Regions from separate parts of the Sus scrofa genome. Here regions 1, 2, 3 and 4 are each linked to region 5. A link is a contact called in public Hi-C and promoter capture Hi-C data. All regions are on one chromosome and are shown on one strand. The core of a region is the stretch at or near the end of the contact, and the rest is flanking DNA. Distances in the headings are between cores, read along the strand shown. Region 1 holds the start of COG8 (conserved oligomeric Golgi complex subunit 8). Region 2 holds the start of TERF2 (telomeric repeat-binding factor 2). Region 3 holds the start of CYB5B (cytochrome b5 type B (outer mitochondrial membrane)). Region 4 has its middle 17 kb from the start of TERF2. Region 5 holds the start of NOB1 (RNA-binding protein NOB1).

Region 1 (4,157 bases), core at 920-3,419, 410 kb after region 5:
AACATAAAACACAGATTTCTATTGAGTCACAATCACAAAGATCCGAAACTCCATTTTTGAGCCACTTCTGCATAATAAGAATCCAGCCTGGATTTGTCCATGATAGAATGTTAAACTAAGAAGTCCCTGAAGAGGTCAGTGTTGACAAAATTCACCATGACGGTGGAGCCTACACAGACACAGGAAAAGCTAGGCCCTTCCACACAGCCTTAAGTCCTCTCGATGACTTCGTTTTAAGTCAATGTCTCTTCATGCCGCACATATTCCCCAATGTCTGCTTGATGAAATACCACAATCGCCATGGGGTCTACTTTCCTGCAGTCTTGTGTAGACTTTGCTGCCACCCCAAAACCCTGGGATTCAAAAGAAGAGACACTGATTCACTCAAGTCATTCGATGAGCACGCATTAAGATTTGGAAATAACACAGATGAAAAAAATATAGTTCTTTGAGGACTTCAAAAGGTGCTGAGATCTTAGTCTCTCAAGTGAAGATTGAAAATACATCCTTCTTAAACAAAAAGATACTTGATTTTTTAACAGCTACCACATGTACTCACCAAAGGGATGTCTGCCATGGAGTACACCACAACTCCCTGGTACTGTGAAGTATTTTCAGTGATTCGACCAAGTCCAGATTTCAGCACATGGTTCCCATACAGGAAGGACTGCTCTGCTCCAGGCTTTATCCACACTTTATACTACAATACAAAGAATTACATCCAAGAGACATAATAAAAATAGTTAGATGCCTGCAGACAAGCTAGCTGCTGAATCTATGGTTAATTTTTTTCTTTCTTTATGAACAAAGTTTTTTTTCTTTTCTTTTTTTTGTCTTCTTAGGGCCACACCCGTAGCATATGGAAGTATCCAGGCTAGGGGCCAAATTGCAGCTGCAGCTGCCTCAGCAACGTCAGATCTGAGCTGCCTCTGCAACCTACACCACAGCTCACCACAAGGTCCAATCCTTAACCCACTGAGCCCAGGGATAGAACGTGCATCCTCATGGATACTGGTCGGGTTCCTTAACCGCTGAGCCACAACAGGAACTCCCCCATGCTGTTTATTTCATCCCTGTACTTCCTTTATCTCATAATACAAATTTCAAGGAAAAGAAAGAAAAAGGCATGCTTCCCTCAAACTGTTCAGAACTGCTAGGAGGTTCCTTCAACTCTACAATCGACCTTTCCCACGGGCAGTTTAACGGCTTTTTCTGGATCCCACTATGCTCCTCACCGCAGCCTCCTATTTACTTTTTCCTCTTGAACTAGATCAGAAAAGGCTTTTCTACTTTGCTGGAGATACTACTCCAATCACTACGCAGCCCCAACCACGCCCAAGCAGCAAGATCTAAGTAGGAACATCTCCAGGTGCTGGCACTGATCCTAGGCACCCTCAGGGACTAACGCAGGTGCCCAATTATCTGCAGTCTGATGTGGCCCTCAGCCTAGACCGCCCCCATCCCTAGAAGCGGGCTGAAAACCACTCCCCACAAACCTTGGCATAAGGTGCTAAGTAATCCAGAGCTGTGATGTGCAACCGAAACTTGTGGGTCTTCGTGAATTTTCCAAAGCACGTTCCCAGCGACATCAGCTTGTCACCAGAGATATTAGCGGCCAATTTTAAGATCTTTTCACTGAAAGGGTAAGGAAGAAGGAGGTGTCAGATAAGGGAGGCTGGTGGGACCCAGGCCTCCACCCGGGTCCATGCTGCCTACCCAGCCCCGCCTCACCTCACATAGTAAACCCGGTCGTTGTGCAGCCTGAAACAGTAGGTGCCGTCGGGCCTGTCAACCAGCAGCTGAAGATTCTCCCCGATGCTGAAAGCAGAAAAGAGGCTGGAGGCTGCGCCCGGACTCGTCCCGGCCCCGCGGCCCCGCTCTACCCACAGCCCTCCCCGCCATGCACGCACTCCCTCATCTGCCCCGGGCGTTCTTACTATTTTGCTATCTTCTCAAACATTACACGCGTCTCCTCTTCAGTCAGAGGCCGCATTTTCCCGCTGGGCTGGAACACCGGATCCTCGTGCCTCAGTCGCCGGAAACGGAAGGCCAGCCTCCCGCCTCTCCTTGGCAACCTCAAATCCGGCCTCTCTAGCTGCCTTCGCGTGGTTCGTCACGCGAGCGCCCCGCGGCCTTGGAGGACCAGCGGGGAATGCAAGCCGGCCGGGTGAGGCGCCATGGAGACCGGAAGTGCGGCGTTGCTTCCGGTCCTGGATTCCGAGCCAGCGCCCTCGCCGAGCGGGAGGCGAAGGGACGCCGCTGCTGAGAAGATGGCGGCGACGGAGACGATCCCTGCTTCAACTGCGGCCTCGGCCACGGCGACGGCCACTGCGGCTGCTCTCGGGGAGGTGGAGGATGAAGGGCTCCTGGCATCGCTGTTCCGGGACCGCTTCCCAGAGGCCCAGTGGCGGGAGCGGCCCGACGTGGGCCGCTACCTCAGGGAGTTGAGCGGCTCGGGGCTGGATCGGCTGCGGCGCGAGCCAGAGCGCCTGGCGGAGGAGCGAGCGCAGCTGCTGCAGCAGACGCGCGACTTGGCCTTCGCCAACTACAAGACCTTCATCCGCGGCGCCGAGTGCACCGAGCGCATACATCGCCTCTTTGGCGACGTGGAGGAGTCGCTCGGCCGCCTGCTCGACCGCTTGCCCAGCTTCCAGCAGAGCTGCAGGTGCGGCGGGCCCAGCGTTTAAGGGGCTTTTAAGAGCTGTGACAGCTAATATTTACGATGAGGGAAATAGCTAACACTTAGATAGCGCTTACCAGGTGCCACGCTCTCATCTGAGCATTTTATTAATCCATTTAAACGTCACAGCAGCCTTCGAGGTAGGTATTATTCCCATTTTGTATATGAGGAAGTCGAGACACAGAGGTTAGTGACTGACACAAGGCACAGCTAGTAAGTCTCGAAGTCAAAATTGGAACCCAGCAGCCTCGTAGGGCTGTCGTGAGCGCTAAGTAGAGAATCCATGCAAAGCACTTATCATTGGATCTGACATAATTAACACTCTACAGTTGTCACCTTCATACATATACACACAACACACAGGTACACACAGTAGCTTGGACCAGGGTCGTTGGCTCCAAAACTTTCATTGATAGGAGAATGCCAAGGAAATCCTCTCATTCGGGGGCAGTAAAAATTATCCAAAAAATCCAAACAAACCGTCCTATCGGAACCATATTCTTTTTTTTTTCCCCTCCCTTTTTAAGGCTGAACCCACAGCATATGGAAGTTCCCAGGCTAGGGGTCGAATTGGAGATAACAGCTGCCAGCCTATGCCACAGCATTGCAAGATCCAAGCTGTATCTGCGACCTACACCACAGATCACGGCATTTCTGGATCCCCAACCCACTGAGTGAGGCCAGGGATCAAACATGTGTCCTCGTGGATACCAGTCGAATTCCTTTCCACTGCTCCACGACAGGATCTCCTCGAGCCATATTCTGCCTCTCTCGAACCTCAATCCACAAATTCTGCTTTCCAACCTCACATGATAAAAGTTTCAAGTTTTCTTTGTCTTTGCACATTTGACCATGGCTTCTGTACTCTTCCAATACCCTACAAAAGACAGGGAGCTTCATAAAGCAGGACTTTACAGTTATGGGGAAGAAATGGAGACTGCAGCAGGAACTAAGGATGGACAGTGGCATAGGAGAAGATTAAGAGGCTGAGGGAACTTGGGGTTAAGGTTGTAGTTTCTAGGTTAGGCAGGCATTATGAAAAGAAGAATAGCTGTCATTGGAGGTGCCATTGTGGCTCAGTAGAAATGAATCTGACTAGCATCCATGAGGACGCAGGTTTGATCCCTCGCCTCCCTCAGTGGGTTAAGGATCCAGTGTTGCCATGAGCTGTGGTGTAGGTCGCAGACGTGGCTCAGATCTGGTGTTGCTGTGGCTGTGGTGTAGGCCAGTGGCTGCAACTCCAATTGAACCCCTACTCTGGGAACCTCCATGTACTGTGGGTGCGGCTCTAAAAAGACAAAAAAGGAAAAAAAAAAAAGAGCAGCTATTATTAGAGGAACATTTACTCTGTGTTGGGTTCTGCATTAAATGTTTTATATACATGATCTAATTTAATCCTCACATCCTTATGAGGTGGGTCTTATTACTATTTTACCAATGAGGAAACTAAAGACTACCTTGTTACAGCTTGTTCAGT
Region 2 (4,601 bases), core at 885-3,384, 370 kb after region 5:
CCTGAGTTGTCCTTTAGTGGCTCCAAACTAGATCTCTGCTGATTCTAGTCCGGTGGGGCTGGTAAAACAGCCTTTGAAGCTAGACCAGTTACTGGGCCTCTCAGGGAGGGGGCACACCCACCCACCAGAACTGGGGTTTCTCTATTTAGTCCAGATATGGGTGGTGACACCTATAGGTCACCAGAGACACCTATGGGTCATCAGAGACACCTATAGGTGACTCACATCTTATGTCCCCACTTCCTTCCTACACCCCTGCCAAGCTTACCCAGTCCTTTGGAAATGCCCCTTACTCATTCCCCTGCCTGTGGAAGATACAGTGGATGTGAAAGATAATGATACAACCAATGGAGACATGGGGAATAGGCTTTCCAAGGTCAATGCGGCAAACTTATCACAGAAGTGCAAAGTAAGTTTTAAGAACATGTCCAGCAAAGTGAAGGCTGGAAGTGGATTTGCAACTGGGGTTGGACAAAAAGAGACTTGGAGAAGAGAGAAAAAGTGATTTTTTTAAAAAAGTCCTCTCCGGGTCTATCTACAGGGATAGTAAGGAAGAAAAGAACACAGACAGAGTATCCCACACAGTCACAAGATTGTGTGGTCTGCTGTATCGTATTGAGAAAATCATGACACAAATACATAAGAAATGTGAGGAAGCCCTAAGAATGTCCCTATTTCAGTAAATACAGTTTGCTGGTGGATGTGAAATTAAGTTTCAGTAAATATAATCTGCTGATGGCAGTTTTTCAACATGTATTAAAAGCCTTACTTATGTGCCTACTCAATTCAATCCAACCTCAAGAAATGTGACATGTCCTGAGCTAGGTTCTGGGATGCAAGGTAAACAAGAAGACAAAGTACGTGGCCCCAGAAGTGCTGAGGAAGGATGAAGGAGGGGCAAAGGAGGGAGCACCAAAGGGATTTAACATAACTCAGAAAGTCAAGAAAGGGTGAAATGTCCTTCAAGTGAGGTTTGAAGGACAGGAAGGGTTTCCTTAGGCTGGAATGGACAACATGAAGCTCTGAGCAAACTGAGTAGTAGATGAAAAGGAAGTGATAAAAGTTGTGCATACACATATGAAAAGTGAGCCCAAAATGAGGTTGGCAAATAGGTAACTTCTTCAGACTTTAAAAGTCATGTTAAGGAGTCTGCACTTTGTTCAATAGTAAAAGGGAAGGTTGATGAGTGAATGTCCTGATCTTTGTTCTACTGTGTAATCTATTTTTTTTTTCTTGGCTATGCTTGCAGTATACGGAACTTCTCTGGCCAAGGGTCAAACCAGTGACCTGAGCCACAAGCAGTAGCAATGCCTGATGCTTAACTCTCTGAGCCACCAGGGAAACTCCTCTGTGTATTCTTCGACTCAGTAGTTCTACTTAAAGGAAATTATTCTAAGGAAATAATTATGAATTTGTGCAATGATATAGTTAAAAGGATCTTTCTAACATTTAGATTGTCTAGAATTACAAAATTTTTAAATAGCCTAAACGCCTTACAGTAGTGGTTTATATAAAGGAGGCTTTCATTTCACCCATATATTGGAATGCTATGTAGCTGCTAAAGATACTGTAGAAAAAGTATTTAGTGACATGTAAAGATGTCCACTAGATGCTGAATGCAAAATAAAGGCTCTATAAAATATATATATAACATAATTCTAGTTTTTTTGTGTGTGTATACAAACACACACACAAGGTATACAAAAGACACTGGAAGGCTATAAACCTAAATGTCAGCTTGTTTTTTCATGTGGGGATAAGGCTGACTTAAATGTTAAGCTTTGCATTATTTCTTCCAATTGTTCTACAACAAAATGTGCTATTTTTCTAATTTTAAAAACGTATATGTCTTACATGTCTAGGGGTTTCGTGGTGCCGGCCATATTCTATTTCTTGACCTCGACTGGGTTAACACTGGCCTTTTACTTTAGTAAAATGTAAACTTGTTTAACAAAGTTTCCTCTCTATGTTACATTTCGCGATTTAAAAAATGTTTAATACACACTTCACGCCTTTGTTTTTCAATATTTTATACATAGCCCCGAGTCTCCAGTACAGTGTTACAAAATAGCGGAGGGAAATTGACATTTGACCACAAACCTAGGTTGGTTTAACCCATCTGGCTGCCGTGAACTTCAAGTCCCAGAATGCACTGCGGCCGACACACCGGGAACTACGGAGTCGGAGAGGGGGCCAGGGAGCCCCCGGTCCTTTCCCTCCCAGAAGCCCGCGGGCGCCTCAGAACGGTGTTCGTATCATGGCCGCGGGAGCCGGGACGGCAGGCCCTGCTTCCGGCCCGGGCGTCGTGCGTGACCCGGCGGCGTCACAGTCGGGGAAGCGTCCCGGCAGAGAGGGCGGGGAGGGCGCGCGGCGATCGGACGCGATGGCGGGAGGAGGCGGGAGCAGCGATAGCAGCGGGCGGGCGGCAGGCAGGCGGACGTCCCGCAGCGGCGGGCGGGCTCGGCGGGGGCGCCACGCGCCGCGGCTGGGGGGCGCCGCGGAGCGGGGCGCGGGGGAGGCGCGGCTGGAGGAGGCAGTCAACCGCTGGGTGCTCAAGTTCTACTTCCACGAGGCGCTGCGGGCCTTTCGGGGTAGCCGGTACGAGGACTTCAGGCAGATCCGGGACATCATGCAGGGTGAGGGCCGAGCCGGGAAAGGGAGGCTGGGGGGCTCCTGGGAAGGAGATCTGCGGGGCCCGAGCGTCGGGGCTGGGGGTCGCCGTGCCAACGATGTCTTCTTTCCTAGCTTTGCTTGTCAGGCCCTTGGGGAAGGAGCATACCGTGTCTCGGCTGCTGCGGGTTATGCAGTGTCTGTCGCGCATTGAAGAAGGGGAGAATTTAGGTATGGCTATTTTTATGTTCTTTTCTGGGCTTATTTAGGGTTATGTTGTTTTCAAACTTACATCCGGGACTGAAAGATTCACGATTAAAGTGGGCTGCTATGTTTCGATACAGTGGTCTTTTTCCTTCTAGGATGAGTTTATTCTCTAGTTCTAGTTTTCTACAGTTGGGATTCTCTTGGCTGCTTTTCTCTGTTTTTTTATTTCCTCCCACCTGTTTCTTGCTCGCCCCAACTTTGTTGCTATCTGAAGTGAGTTATGTGAAGATGACCATTTTTCCTCCATAGTGGTGTGTTTTAAAGAACACTTTTTCTCCCCCGGAATTGAACCTCACAGCTGTTTAGCAAAACGGCCTTCAGTTTCTGGCCATTTGTATCTGAGGAAGATGTGAGTATGCTGAAATTTAGATGCAGATGAATGTGTTAAAAAATAAATTTTTTTACCTGTCTTGAAAATTACTGAAAATCACTTGAAATTCATTAATTTGAATCTGGACCGTTAACATGTTTGTAAGTCTGCAGCCAGTATACCAGCAAATTAAATGCAAATCTTAACTATATTTGCATGTTTCTTTTTGATATATATATATATGTATATATATATATATTTGGACATAATTCTTCTGCTCCTTAGAAAATAGGTTAGTGAAAACTGTGCTCTTTGTCCTAGACTGTTCCTTTGATATGGAGGCTGAGCTCACACCACTGGAATCAGCTATCAATGTGCTGGAGATGATTAAAACGGAATTTACACTGACAGAGGCAGTGGTGGAATCCAGTAGAAAACTGGTCAAGGAGGCTGTAAGGCTCTATTTTAATTTCTTTTTTAACAAAAATCAAAGGTCTTAGAGAATCAGTGCTTATCTTTTCTGTGTGGGGTGGAGGACAAACAGAGATGGACAGAGAGCCACTGTGCACACTCAAACATGTAACACACACAAAGATGTTATCTCATTGGGCAACCCCTTCCTAGCCCAGACTTGGAAAGAACTGTTAATGGCCAGTGCTCAGCTTTTGGGATTTTGGCGGTCTTCCTGGTATCCCTGGCAGGAGGGGCCACAGTATGCAGGAGGTGAGTTGGCATTGAAGACTGACATTTTGGAGGTTGTTGTACCATTCAGGAACATCGTGAAAGGCTAGAAATAACTGGCCTAGGGTTTGGTCACCCTTGTTTATGATAAACTAAGAGAACAGCTTGGAAATAGCTTGGAAAATCTGGGTCTGACTTTGAGCTCTTTCATGCCATTGCAGAAAGAAGCTTAGGGAACTTTCCCTTTGAACAAACAGAATCAGAGGTGCTGGGATAATCAGCCAATTAGAAAAACGGTAATAGTAGAAGGCTGATACAGGCAGTGTTCTTGACAAGAAAAAAGCTAGTAGAGTGTCCAGGAATTTGGAACTGGAACTGTGTCATGGCTCAGGTAGCTTCAAGTAGTGGAACTTATTTTTATTTAAAACATTGAAGTGGCCATGGAAACCAGTCAGAAAAAGCTTTTTCTTTTCCAATAACCAAGGCTGGGGGTGTGGAAGCAGATGCAGAGGTGGGGACTAAAGAACAACAGCTCAGTTCAGCACTGCCTTGGTGGTTAAAGTAAGGAAACTGGTAAGAGAAGATAAGAGCACTTCCTAAAAGGATGGGATCTTGGGAGAGGGGTGTGGATAAAACCTTGCTTAGCAAAGAAAACCTCTCTGTCCTTCAGCTGTGTGCTGCTAAGTACTCAGACATCCTGTTAAAAAAACTGTGTGTGGGATGCAGATATTTT
Region 3 (4,087 bases), core at 280-2,779, 320 kb after region 5:
GACCACAAAGGAGAAAAAAGGAAATTAAAAATAGAGTAGTGGAAATGCTTTCTTTCTTTCTTTTTTGTCTTTTAGGGCCGCACCCGTGGCATATTTCGGTTCCCAGGCTAGGGGTCCAATTTGAGCTGCAGCCGCGGGCCTATGCCAGAGCCACAGGAACGCCAGATCGGAGCTGAGTCTGTAACCTACACCACAGCATAAGGCAAAGCTCAATCCTTAGCCCTCTGAGCAAGGCCAGGAATCAAACCCAAAACCTCACTGTTTCTAGTTGGATTCGTTTCCACTGTGCCACGACGAGAACTCCTAGAAATGTTTTCTTAACTGGAGCGGATTTATTACTTGGGTGAATACATTTTTCAAAACTCAACAAGCTGTACACTTTAAAGGAACACAATGTACTCTATGTAAATCACACCTCAAAATAGAGTTTAAAAAAATGAGAAGTCTGGGAGTTCCAGTTGCAGCTCAGCAGAAACGAATCCGACTAGGAACCAAGAGGTTGCAGGTTCCATCCCTGGCCTCGCTCAATGGGTTAAGGATCTGGCGTTGCCCTGAGCTGTGGTATAGGTCACAGATGCAGCTTGGATCCTGCAGTGGCTGTGGTGTAGGCCAGCAGCTGCAGCTCCGATTCAACCCTAGCCTGGGACCCTCCATATGCTGAGAGTGTGGTCCTAAAAAGTAAAAAAAAAAAAAAAAAAAAAAAAAAAAAGAGAGAGAGAGAAGTCTGTTTCCTTTAAGAAAGAAAGAGTTATACCAGGGAGGGTCTCAAGGAGAATTTGTAGAACCTGACACAACAGACTTTACAAAAGAGGGTGACAGACCTAAATCAATGGCCAAAAAAAAAAACCAACTCACAACCTCCGGCCTCAAGGTCAACTCAAAATAGAAAAAAAAAAATAAAGGCGGCATAATGGAGGGATGGGAGGGTGGGGAGAAATCTCAGCTTCTTAAGAAAACGAAGACCAAACATGGTATTACTTCACAAAGTACAGGGCGAGGAGCAAAGGCTCTAGAGCCTTCAAATGGCTCTGTTAAACGAGAATCTGTGAGGCTGCTTCCCTTTCTGTAAAATGGGGATAACGACGACTCAAGAGTTTAGCCTAGCAGACAGAAAGTGCTCGATGTGTGACACGCAGCGCATTATATCACTGAAGACACCAGAATTGCATACCGACCAGGCCTCCCCAGTCTCCGTCTCGTGGTCGCTTTCGTACGCCTGGTCGCAGACAGCCAGGCCTCACTTCCCTCCTATACACGACCCTAGCAGCGTTTTCGGGCCCGACCACCCCTCGCTGCCCACCTCCCGGGCCTCACCTCGTTCATGAAGCGGGTGACATCGTAGACTCGGCCATGGATAACCAGCCATAGCTCTTTCGGGGAGTTGCGCTTCGCCACCTCCTCCAACCGGTAATAGGTGACGGAGGTCTCGACCCCTTGCCCATCGCTGCCGCTGGCTTCCACAGTCGCCATTGGGTCTCCAATATCTCTTCTCCACCGCTAACCCGGTTTCCGCCGCTAACTTCCTCGAGGTGGAAAGAGCCCTCAGTTCTTCCGGGCTTCCGTAACCAGGCCCATAAGGCTCCTGGCAACAGCCAATCATGACCTCGGATAGTTCCTGGTTCTTTTTCTCTTCACCAATGAAACGAGGGACTCAGTTTCAAATCCCGCCCACTACTGGCATGATCCTAGGGGCGTGGGCCTGGTTCGAGGTCCAACTAACCAATCATATTTACCCATCCTCTCCAATCTCACCAATGAAATACTGTGATTTTGGAAAAGCGCCGAAGAGAGACGTTGACAGACGAGTCAGGCAAAGAGCCAGAAGGTTTCCTCTTCACTCGCCGTAGGGCCCCGCAGAATTCTGAAAAGAGGGAGCAGAGTCACCATTCCTATTTCCTTCTCCACGCGGCGGATCCTTCCTGAGCCACGTGGAGCTCGTTTCTCCCCCCACCATCCGCACAGTTCTCTGTTCCTGCCCCAGATTTACGTTTTTAGTTTGCAGCCTCCAGGCTGTGACCCGCGAACCCCGTCTCTCTAAGGCAGTCTTCTCACAAGCAAAATGGGCATAATCTCTACCTTATAGATTAAATGAGAGTGCAGAAAGCTTGGTACATAACAATACATAAGTGACCGGCGGTGTTAGAAAAAGCGGAATGACTGACCTGAGGCCTTGAGACAGTGACTGGGGTTACAGTATGGAGTCACCTAACTTTGTGCCACTACTAAGAATCTGATTTTGTCATGTCAACTATATCTTAAGGCTGGATTTTAAATGAATTCTTTAATGATCAGGACAAACTACACTGTTTTGTTTCTATGTGTTCTAAAATAGAATTCGCCTCAACTGTCGCTGGGTAGAGGTCCTGGCCTTTTGGAATTACAAGTTGGGTTAATGTGCAGGGTAGTGAGCTACTCATTTTTAACTGCCATTGCAAATGCCAAGTTGGTTATTGTGAAATGTCATTTTCATCATGTCACTCTCCCCTACTCTCCATAGTCCACCCCCACCCACTTTCACCTTTTATAAGCCTTGTGCACCAGCTACTGACTCCTAAACTTACGAGTAAAAATTCACATCTGGGGTCTTACAAGCTCCATCCCCTCTCTTCCAGGGAGTTCCCTGGTGATCTAGCTGTTAGGACTCAGGCGCATTCACTGCTGTGGCCCAGATTCAGTCCCTGGTCTGGGAATTGATGTCCCACATCAAGTAGCTGCAAGCTGTGGGTCAAAAAAAAAAAAAAAAAAAAAAAAAACAAAACAGGAGTTCCTGTCGTGGCGCAGTGGTTAACGAATCCGACTAGGAACCATGAGGTTACGGGTTCGGTCCCTGCCCTTGCTCAGTGGGTTAAGGATCTGGCGTTGCCATGAGCTGTAGTGTAGGCTGCAGATGCAGCTCGGATCCCGCATTGCTGTGGCTCTGGCGTAGGCGGGAGGCTACAGCTCCGATTCAACCCCTAGCCTGGGAACCTCCATATGCCGCAGGAGCGGCCCTAGAAATGGCAAAAAGACAACAACAACAAAAAAAACCCAGAAAGGTACCCTTCCATTGCCTATTCACCTTTCAAGCACCTCAAATTCCAACCCAGAAAGGTACCCTTCCATTGCCTATTCACCTTTCAAGCACCTCAAATTCCACCTTTTTCACAAACTCTGCTACCATTCTGAGCGCCAGTGATTCCATCTCCATAGAGTATGTAAGCACATTACCATTTCAGAAATTTCTGAAAGACAGAAAAACATTTACATACATAGAAATTTAAGTGGCAGCAATAGAGATTTGCAGCAAATGCAAAGGAACACAGCTCTGACATATATTTGGTAAATGAATAATTGACACTTAACCCCAGTGAGCATGAGTCAATTGAGAAGCCTATGTTAAAAATGCAGATTCCAGAGTTCCCTCGTGGCTCAGTGGTTAAGGAATCCGACTAGGAACCATGAGGTTGGGGTTTCGATTCCTAGCCTCGCTCAGTGGCATACAGCGTGGCCGTGACCTGCAGTGTAGGTTGCAGACGCAGCTCGGTTCCCCGGTTGCTGTGGCTGTGGCGTAGGCCTACGGCTCTAGCTCCCATTTGACCCCTAGCCCGAGAATCTCAAGTGCCGCAAGTGTGGCCCTAGAAAAAGACAAAAAAAAAAAAAAAAAAAAAAAAGCAGATTCCCTCCTGTCCAGACATGGAGTCTCTTGCTCACCTTGAATCTTGGCTTGCCTTGTTACTTACTTTGGCTAGTAGATCACAGCAAAAGTTCCATCTTCACCGTCTTACAACTCTTCATGATGCTATGAAGGAGCCTGGGACTAAAAATCAGCCATTTAAGCTGTCTCAGCTGCGCCTCCCCCTTAATCAATTTGTTAGCTGAATGTAACACATGAGTATGTCTAGGCTTTATCAGCAGAACTGCCCAGTCAACCCACAGAATCAAGAGAAATAATAAAACATTGTTTTAAAACACTAAAAAAAGCAGATTCCTGGCCCCACTACCAGACATTCAGGACCAATGGGTCTGGATATAGAATCAGAAAGGAACATTTTTAGCAAGTATTTTAAATGATTCCAATGCAAGTAATCTGTGGATAACTTTGAGAAAA
Region 4 (4,454 bases), core at 558-3,057, 350 kb after region 5:
GCCATGGTGTAGGTCACCAACGCGGCTCAGATCTGGCGTGGCTGTGGCTGTGGCGTAGGCGAGCAGCTGTAGCTCCAATTAGACCTCCAGCCTGGGAACGTCTATGTGCCTCGGGGGGGCCCTAAAAAAAACAAAAGACAAAAATAAAAATAAAAATAAAAAAAGAAAGCCAAAGTGCAATCTTGGAATGGAATTTGGGGCAGTGAGTCCCTAAGCTTATCATGTCAAAGTTGTCATTGCTGTGGGCATATTGCATCTCTGCGTATTAGCAAGACGAGGCCTGAGACTGGGGACTGAGGAAGAACCTATGAACGTTCTTGGTTATAGACAGAGAAGGCTGTCATGACCCTTCTGGAAGGTAAGGCTGAGACACTCGAAGACTGTGCTGTCCAACACGCTCACCACCAACAGTGTGCACGTATGTAATTTTAAATATTAGGGAATGAAAACAAATTAAAAACTCAGTGACTAGTAGCCACATTTCACGTGCTCAGTGGCCACATATAACTAGTGGCTACCATACTGGGGGCAAATACAGAACATTTCCACCATCAGAGAAAGCTCTTTGGCACAGTGCTACTCTAGAAATTATTTTACATGGTCTTATCCAGTTGCTAGTGTAAAAATGTCCTTTCTTGACATTATCAAGTCTTCAGCAAAGTTTTATTTATTTATTTATTTAGTCTTTTTTTGCCATTTCTTGGGCCGTTCCGCAGCATATGGAGGTTCCCAGGCTAGGGGTCTAATGGGAGCTGTAGCCACCAGCCTACGCCAGAGGCACAGCAATGTGGGATCCAAGCCGCGACTGTGACCTACACCACAGGTCATGGCAATGCCGGATCCTTAACCCACTGAGCAAGGGCAGGGATCAAACCCGCAACCTCATGGTTCCTAGTCGGATTCATTCACCACTGAGCCACGACGGGAACTCCAACAAAGTTTTAAAATAATAATGAAAGCTAACATTTATCGAAAACTTAAATATTGCTCAGTTTTCTTAGTGGCAAACAATGGTTTCACTCGTGCTAAGTTAAGCAAAAGGGATTTATTCAAGAGTATGGCTAGCTCACAGGATCACTATGAAAATTAAGAAATAGACTCTAGTCTAAATGTCCAGGGATGACCTCCAAAATTACACCGCGGACTCCTTGACAAGCCAGCCTAAGCCTCTGCCACCACCCAGAAGCCTTCAGAACTGCTAAGCGGTCATCCCAGCTGCTGGTTCTAGAATCACACTGCCTTTGCCACGATCAGCCGCAGCCAAATGGATGTTTCACACCCGCCTCTCCCTCCACACAGTTCAGAGTTCTAAAATCTCACACCCGTGGAATTTAAATCACAAACCAAACTGGAGCTGCAAGGGAGTTTGAGAAATATCGCGAGTGTTTGTTTTTCCAGAAAGGGAGCTAGAAAGAGTTCGGGCCGGATTTGGAGCAAACCCGTCAGTCTAAAGGATCTGCCACAACTTGCTGTAGGCCAAGTTCTGTGATCGTGCCCTATCGCATTTCCTTCGTACAGGAATTCAGGGAGGAAGGGCCTGTCATCGTCCCCTTCACTGCAGGAAATGGTGGGGCACACACACGGTCTTAGGCTGTGCTTTGGGAAGTCAGAAGAGGGCCCTCTGTCCACTCTTGGGAAGAACTAAAGTCGAGTGGGGAAGGGACAGCTAGCTGTCTGGAGAAACCCGGACGGAAGATGACAATACACGAGAATAAAGGAGCCGTCCCAAGGTGACAAAGGACAGCCAGAGTGAATGTGACAACTCACGAGTGGTGCTGCTATGTGAACGCACGCCAGGTGGCCGAGTCCCTGCGCTCTCCACAGATGCATGCTGCCCCCGATGGGAAGAACCAGACCTTGCACACACGGAACAAAGACACAAGGGCACTTGCCTGGCGACGGTCCAACGACCCCAACCGCATCTGTAGCACCAAACAGGAGTGCAAAAGTAAAGAATGCAGCAGGGAAGGTTCTAGAAGGAGGTGAGTTTTTACCAGGTTTGAGAGGAAGGTGTTCATTTAGGCATAGTAGTCAGAAGGCAGTGGATTTCAGAGGAAAGAACCCCCCCCACCCCATCCCCACCCCCAACCCCACCAAGGCTGAAAGGGGCAGCCACTGTAGCATATCAAAGCAGTGACCTTGACTGAGGATGAAGGCAGTGGTGAGTCAGTGTTTGAGAGAAAACAATAAATACACGTGTTGGGAGGGGAACTGATTGTAGGATAAAATCATGGGAAACTCTTCCTATGATTATAGTCACATTCCAACATTAGCAAAGGATGTAATGAGACTCAATTTGGAGCAGAATGAAAATCTCGGGCAGTGGGTCCTAAACACTCTCTGACAGACACTCCAGGTTTATTCTCCTGATCTGCCTGCCTGTCACGAGGGGCTACCTCCAGTTTCAGCTCCCCGTCCCTGTGATGCAGCCCAAGCTTGTGGTGCAGGGGGGCTGCGGCCCCTTTGCCACAGCCTTCTTTCCTGGAGACGTTTTAATAGGATCAAAAGATAACCATGTCAGGGGAAAGAATAAGTCTCAAGGCAGTGAGTCTCTCAGAGCGGGGGAATTCAGAAAAATTTGAGAAAGGGGCGCCAATATCCCAGAAAGGAAGTTGTACATGTGATTCTTATTTTGCTTAAGCTTTATCAAACAATCCCTTTGTTTTGTAAATCTCTTTTTAGGACTGCACTTGCAGCACATGGAAGTTTCTGGGTTGGGGTCGAATTGGAGCTAGAGCTGTCAGCCTATGCCACAGCCACCTTAATGCTGGAACCAAGCCGCAACCGAGACCTGTGCCACAGCTTGTGGCAATGCCAGCTCCTTAACCCACTAAGTGAGGCCAGGGATCGAACCTGCATCCTCACAGACACTATGCTGGGTTCTTAACCAGCTGAGCCACAACGGAACTCCCAAACAATACATTTTGACAAATCTTTCCATCTGCCAGGTTCAATGGTAAGCAATTAAATAATACATTAAATCATTTGACCCTTACAACAAATACCTAAAGGCTATGCCCATTTTACAGAGGAGAAAACTGAGGCTTAGAGGTCCCACGGCTAAGAACTGGACTCCACAGCCCATGGATTTAACCATCCTGCTATGCTGCTTTGATTTTGTCTTTCTTTCTTTCTTTTTTTTTTTTTTTTTTTGTCTTTTTGCCTTTTCTAGGGCTGCTCCCATGCATATAGAGGTTCGAAGGCTAGGGGTCAAATTGGAGTTGTAGCCGCCGGCCTACGCCAGAGCCACAGCAACGCTGGATCAGAGCCGCATCTGCAACCCACACCACAGCTCACGGCAACACCGGGTCCTTAACCCACTGAGCAAGGGCAGGGATCGAACCCGCAACCTCATGGTTCCTAGTGGGATTCATTAACCATGGCACCACGATGGGAACTCCTGATTTCTTCTTTCTTATTTGTGTTTTCCTATTATTTTTCACATGCTCTATTTGTATACTTGTCAGCTCCTCACTCCGAAAACAAGAAGCCTCTTAAAGTGCAACGATCATGTCTAATTCATCTCTTGACACTCTTTCCCTCCCTTCCCCAGCCTCTGATGGAGACTAGCACATAGTGAGTGCTTAATATATGTGAGCTAGACGGAGGTTTGTGACGCAATAATCATTCACCCTGTTTCCTTAACCCAACAACTCCTGCAGCTATTCACAGCTTCTGCATAACAAGTAGATGAAGTGAACCCTCTCATTTCATACAGGACCATGGTCAAGGGTGAGGGTCTTGGAGCCAGGTAGTGACAGGCTCCAATCTGCCTCAGCCACCTTTTTTTTTTTTTTTTTTTGGTGTTTTTAGGGCCACACCTGCAGCATATGGAAGTTCCCAGAGTAGGTGTCAAATCGGAGCTGTAGCGCCAGCCTACGCCACAGCCACAGCAACTTGGGATCCGAGCCATGTCTTTGACCTACATCACAGATCATGGCAACACCGGATCCTTAATCCACTGAGCAAGGCCAGGGATCGAACCCACATCTTCATGGATATTAGTTGGGTCCGTACTGCTAAGCCACGACGGGAACACCTGACTCAGCCTTTTAGAGATGGAATCTTGGGCAAATGTTTAAAAAGTAAAAAAAGCTTACAATTTATAAAGGGTCCTCTAAAAAAAGAACTCCTATTGAGGCATGAAAAATAGCTGGAAAAGTTTATGATTCAGATGCTTTATATATATGTATATACATATATATACATACACACATATAAAATGTATTTATTTATTTTTGTCTTTTTAGGGCCACACCTGTGGCACATGGAGGTTACCAGACTAGGGGTCTAATTGGAGCTGTAGCTGCTGGCCTACACCAGAGCCACAGCAACACCAGATTCGAGCTGCATCTGCAACCTACACCACAGCTCATGGCACCGCCGGATCCTTAACCCACTGAGTGAGGCCAGGGATCGAACCTGCAACCTCATGGTTCCTAGTCGGATCTGTT
Region 5 (4,696 bases), core at 644-3,143:
GGTTAGCAATGTACAACCTATGGAGGAACCGAGAATGCTGGGGAACAAAAAGAAAAAAATTTGATAATGATGAACTAGACAATTAGAAACAGACTCCAACTGTTCTATTTCAGGTGGGGCAGTGGGGACAGGAATCACTGGCTCTGGAGGTTGAAGAGAATGAATGATAAGAAGAGTTGAGATACTTTGCGGGGAAAAGGAAAAGGGGTTTGGGGCAATTGTTGTAAAAGACTCCCAGGCACTGAACAGTTTTTGGAGATAGATGGATAAATTACTAACCAAGAGTAAGACGAAAGACTTGACGAAGTATAGAATAACTCAATACCACTGAAAATGGATGACTGAAAACTCAAGTCATCATCCAGTCAAAATTCACTAGCAGGCATTTCTAACAGACCAGATCTCATAATTATGGAATCTCAGACTTGAAAGGGAATTTAAAAGTTTAAGAAATATCCCTTTGGTTCAGTTGAGCAAGGAATTATTTTTTAAAAATAGGTTTCTTCTTGTAAAATCAACATCTTAATAACTTAGCTAAGCCAGTGCAGCTGGTGGCACTGAGTCACCCACTGGCCTCTGGGCTGCAGACCAGCTGAATAGGCACCTGGGCCACTGGTCTGATCATCCAAAAGCTAAAAGGTGGAGATTTTAAGGTTACATGTTAGAAGAGTCCCAACTTGACATCCTTTTCTGGTAGAATTTGATATCCTCAGAAGGGGGCCTAAATTTTATATGATGCCCCTAAAGATGGGTGAGGCTGTTGACGTGGATGAGGCTGTTGATGTAGAGGCCACTGACAGCACTGAGGAAAAAGAGGAACTTAAACTCGATCCAGAAGATCAGGATGAGGGGGAAGAGCGTGACCTGGTTCCTGAGAAGGATCAAGTAGCTCAGGAGCCCACTGCAAGTCTGCAGTCATGCTTCATGTGGCTGGGCCACGTGGTCCTGCCTGGTTCCTTGTGCTGCTCGGCTGTCCAGCAAGGAATTAAGAACCTTTCTTATGTAAGTGGGATAAGAATATTAAGCTGGAGTTCCCGTGGTGGCGCAGTGGTTAACGAATCCGACTAGGAACCATGAGGTTGCGGGTTCGGTCCCTGCCCTTGCTCAGTGGGTTAACGATCCAGCGTTGCCGTGAGCTGTGGTGTAGGTTGCAGACGCGGCTCGGATCCCACGTTGCTGTGGCTCTGGTGTAGGCCAGTGGCTACAGCTCCGATTCGACCCCTAGCATGGGAACCTCCATATGCCGCGGAAGCGGCCCAAGAAATAGCAAAAAGACAAAAAAAAAAAAAAAAAAAGAAAAAAAAAGAAATAGCAACAACAACAACAAAAGACAAAAAAAAAAAAGAATATTAAGCTAAGTAAATGATACATCCTGGCTCCAAGTCGCTCAAAATGAAGTGGGTTACAGCAGCAGAATGGATAAGAAGTGGACAAGAAAGCGGCTTCTGGAGTTCCCACTGTGACACATTGGGTTAAAGATTCAGCGTTGACCTAGCAGTGGGATAGGTTGAAGAGGCGGCTGGATTCCATCCTTGGTCGGGAACTTTCATGCAGTGCGGGTGCAGCCGAAAAAGAAAAGACAACATCTCCAGATTAGGCTTGTTTCACTGTTAACCTCCATACCTCACCAACTAGTACCTAGTGTTGTTGTGATCTTTAAATGAGGTCACCTGTATTGATTAACTCTGAACAGTGAAATTGTTAGTTTCACTGGCCTTTACACCTAAAAAAAGCGCCAAGGAGTGGATACCAAAGCACATTTCCTCCCGCTCCACCGGCCCAAAGCTTGCCCCCGCCCACACTCCCGTGGCAGGGCTGGTGGCAGCATTGCGCATGCGCGCGAGGAACCCTGAGCCGGAAGATGCGGGCGCGGCCACCAGGCGACGCTGCTTAGTCGCCTCTGTTCTTCTCGGCTTCCAGAGGCCCTGATTGGGACTGAGGGGGCGGTGCGAGCTCCGTGCGCATGTGCGCTCCGGCCCATCTTGGCCAAGATGGCGCCGGTGGAGCACGTTGTGGCCGATGCCGGGGCTTTTCTGCAGAACGCGGCTCTGCAGGTACAGGGGGTTTGGGCGGAGAGGAGCGGGATCTGGGCTGGCGGCCCCTAAAGGGGCGCGGGAAATCGGGCAGCGCGTTGCATGGGTACGGGCGAATGTGAGCCGGGCCGGCCTCCCCGCAGGACATCGGGAAGAACATCTACACCATTAGGGATGTGGTTAGCGAGATTCGAGACAAGGCCACGCGCAGGAGGCTCGCGGTCCTGCCCTACGAGCTGCGTTTCAAGGAGCCCTTCCCGGAATACGTGCGGCTGGGTGAGTGCCTCTGCCCTGTATTGATGGCGAAGCAGGGTCCCGGCTTGCTGACTGGACCTAACTTGGTGCTGGTTGGAGTCTCTAAAGCAGAGTTGAACTAGAAACTGCACCATCTAGGAGATCGTGGTGGGAGAGGGGTTTTCTGAGTAACGAGTCAGCCAGAACTTGCCAGTTACATCACTCACTCTCTAGGCCTCACTTGCCTCATCTGTAAGACAGAATTAATAACGAGTTTGCTGGGAGCATTAAATGAGGAGTCTGTCACTCAGCACAGTATCCAGCGCTGTAGAAACATTCAGTAAATGTATTGGGGTTAAAAAAAGAAGCCAGATCTCTTATTCTTGCCCCCACCTTTTTTTTTTTTTTCCAGTAGATCAGAGTGATGACGGTTTTGGATAAGGAGGCTGGTCTCAAATCAGAAAAAGGAATAGTTTTTAGGCTTTACGTTATTAGCCCTGTAAGAAAACTAAACAGCTGTCGCTTGGCTTAGGAGTCAGCGTTTTTCTATTGTTAGGGAATCAAAGGTAACGATCCCACCTCTTTAAAGGGCCTGGGTGGTTGGAAGTGTTTTTAGGGTTTAAAAGTTGATGATGGAGTTGTTGGTATCTAAACTATTTGTGACTTATGTAGTTTTCTCCAACTTATTGGCTATATGATCTTTGACCAATTATTTATCTTTATGAGGAAATTCTATACAAGATTTGGCTGAGGGATAAAATGAGAGCCTTTTTAAAAATGCCTGGTACACAGTAAGTGCCAGTAAATTTTAGCTGCTTTTAAGAGATGCTTTTTTAGGAAACATGACTAGCATACTTAATGTTTTTTGTGCTAGTGTAGCAAAAGACATCTTTCTACTGATAAGTGAAAATCTCTTATGTGTTTATTGTTGATGTCTCAGGAGAATAACAGTAGCAACAGCGGGCTTTTACTATGTGTTGAATATGAAGCAACCCAATGCACCCAATATTTTTCATCCATTCTTTGCCTTTTTTTTTTTTTTTTTTTTTTGTCTTTCTAGGGCAGCACCCGTGGCATATAGGGGTTCCCAGACTAGGGGTTGAATTGGAGCTGCAGCTGCCAGCCACAGCCACAGCAAAGATGGATCCAAACCCCATCTGCAACCTACACCACAGTTCAGGGCAATGCTGGATCCTTAACCCACTGAGCAAGGCCAGGGATCAAACTCGAGTCCTCATGGGTACTAGTCAGATTCATTTCTGCTGAGCCATGACAGGAACTCCTGATTATCCAGTCTATTAATCTGGATTGTTAGAATCAAAAGAATTTTATTTCTGGGAGGGAAGAGACCTTCTATTCTAATGTAATCACCAAAGCCCAGATAAATTGGAACTCTCATTTGCAGATGTTATGCTAACTTTTAACCTGTTCTTTTCCTTCATTTGCCATCAAGTCAATGAGGACATCATGACTAGCTAGGATTAATCTTTTTTTTTTTAAGTTTTTATTGTGATTCCTTATTATTATTTTTTAAAATTTTAATTTTAATTTTTTTTTTTGCCACACTCGTGGCATGTGGAAGTTCCCAGGCCAGGGATCAAACCCGTGCTACATCAGCGACCCAAGCCCCTGCAGTGACAACAACACCGGATCCTAACCCATTGTGCCACAAGGGAACTCCCTGGCATGAATCGTGATGAGAATACAAATGTCCCAGTTCTGAGTAGCAAAGGATCAGTAAATGGATTAAAATGTTAAGAGGTTTTTCTTGGGATATAAGTTCTTTTCATACTTTTATCATGGTTATCCAGCAGCTATGGCTCTTTGCTTCTGACTGAGGTTTGGAATCTCTTGTTCACAGTAACTGAGTTTTCAAAGAAAACGGGAGACTATCCCAGCCTCTCTGCCACAGATATCCAAGTATTGGCACTCACCTACCAGTTGGAAGCAGAGTTCGTTGGGGTGTCTCACCTAAAACAAGAACCAGAAAAGGTAAATCAGAAGGATTGTTGGTTTAACCTGTTTGGATTTTGTTATTATGAGAACTGTCAGGTACAAAAGTAGAGAGCCACCGTCCCCATCTTTCTGCCTCCACGGTTAATCAACTCATGATCTGTTCTGTCCTCACCACCCCCAGCCCTGAAGATTTTGAACTTTGACATCATGTGGTTTCACTGTAGATATTTTTGCTGTGTCTGTAAAGAATGGATGTCTCAAAAAAATACCCACAAAACCAATATTACACCGATGCAAAATTAATAGTAATTCATAAACTTTTTAATAGTTTGTCTGGATCAGGATCCAGGTTAAGTCCATACATTGCAGTTAGCAAATGTGTCCCAGTCTTGACCTATAGGTTTTTGGTAATGGTTGGTTAAAAAAAAATGCAGAAAGAGGCGTTTCTGTCATGGCTCAGTGGTTCACGAATC

Evidence for each region. Promoter capture Hi-C pulls out the DNA fragments that hold promoters and counts their contacts. A called contact is a pair of places that touch in the nucleus more often than the background predicts.
Region 1: a contact with region 5 is called in a Hi-C map of skeletal muscle, with 5 times the contacts expected there. The contact joins the promoter of COG8 here to the promoter of NOB1 in region 5. A contact is called at or near these places in 1 of 5 promoter capture datasets (fetal liver), 4 of 47 Hi-C or Micro-C datasets (blood, heart right ventricle, liver and 1 more) and 1 of 2 datasets of contacts at active chromatin or transcription factors (alveolar macrophages).
Region 2: a promoter capture Hi-C map of fetal liver shows a contact between it and region 5, with 6 times the contacts expected there. The contact joins the promoter of TERF2 here to the promoter of NOB1 in region 5. A contact is called at or near these places in 4 of 5 promoter capture datasets (fetal liver, fetal skeletal muscle and liver), 21 of 47 Hi-C or Micro-C datasets (blood, embryonic fibroblasts, fetal heart ventricle and 11 more) and 2 of 2 datasets of contacts at active chromatin or transcription factors (alveolar macrophages and skeletal muscle).
Region 3: a contact with region 5 is called in a promoter capture Hi-C map of liver, with 4 times the contacts expected there. The contact joins the promoter of CYB5B here to the promoter of NOB1 in region 5. A contact is called at or near these places in 1 of 5 promoter capture datasets (liver), 2 of 47 Hi-C or Micro-C datasets (embryonic fibroblasts and liver) and 1 of 2 datasets of contacts at active chromatin or transcription factors (alveolar macrophages).
Region 4: a contact with region 5 is called in a Hi-C map of skeletal muscle, with 9 times the contacts expected there. The contact joins the enhancer-like site here to the promoter of NOB1 in region 5. A contact is called at or near these places in 3 of 5 promoter capture datasets (fetal liver, fetal skeletal muscle and liver), 15 of 47 Hi-C or Micro-C datasets (blood, embryonic fibroblasts, fetal heart ventricle and 8 more) and 1 of 2 datasets of contacts at active chromatin or transcription factors (skeletal muscle).

Annotation. Positions count from the first base shown.
Region 1 is chr6:17,643,375-17,647,531 of Sscrofa11.1, forward strand. COG8 (conserved oligomeric Golgi complex subunit 8) reads left to right here and starts at 2,170. Exons shown (of 6, transcript XM_003126905.6): 1 at 2,170-2,665. The coding sequence starts at 2,178. It overlaps NIP7 (NIP7, nucleolar pre-rRNA processing protein), which reads right to left and starts at 2,030. Exons shown (of 5, transcript NM_001048071.1): 1 at 1,938-2,030; 2 at 1,732-1,818; 3 at 1,497-1,635; 4 at 560-700; 5 at 1-353. The coding sequence starts at 1,993. The coding sequence ends at 234.
Region 2 is chr6:17,603,614-17,608,214 of Sscrofa11.1, forward strand. TERF2 (telomeric repeat-binding factor 2) reads left to right here and starts at 2,135. Exons shown (of 10, transcript XM_003126908.4): 1 at 2,135-2,636; 2 at 2,746-2,841; 3 at 3,509-3,639. The coding sequence starts at 2,258.
Region 3 is chr6:17,556,501-17,560,587 of Sscrofa11.1, forward strand. CYB5B (cytochrome b5 type B (outer mitochondrial membrane)) reads right to left here and starts at 1,530. Exons shown (of 5, transcript NM_001159592.1): 1 at 1,315-1,530. The coding sequence starts at 1,470.
Region 4 is chr6:17,586,109-17,590,562 of Sscrofa11.1, forward strand. No RefSeq gene overlaps it. Among named protein-coding and RNA genes, the nearest start is that of TERF2, 17 kb to the right of the region's middle. Within about 2 kb of position 1,808, at least 26 of the 83 cell types and tissues checked have an H3K27ac peak or open chromatin away from gene starts, as enhancers often do. A contact at or near this core is called in fetal liver, liver, retroperitoneal adipose tissue and 1 more, where this site is marked.
Region 5 is chr6:17,231,970-17,236,665 of Sscrofa11.1, forward strand. It overlaps NOB1 (RNA-binding protein NOB1), which reads left to right and starts at 1,894. Exons shown (of 9, transcript XM_003126901.3): 1 at 1,894-2,054; 2 at 2,177-2,309; 3 at 4,129-4,259. The coding sequence starts at 1,992.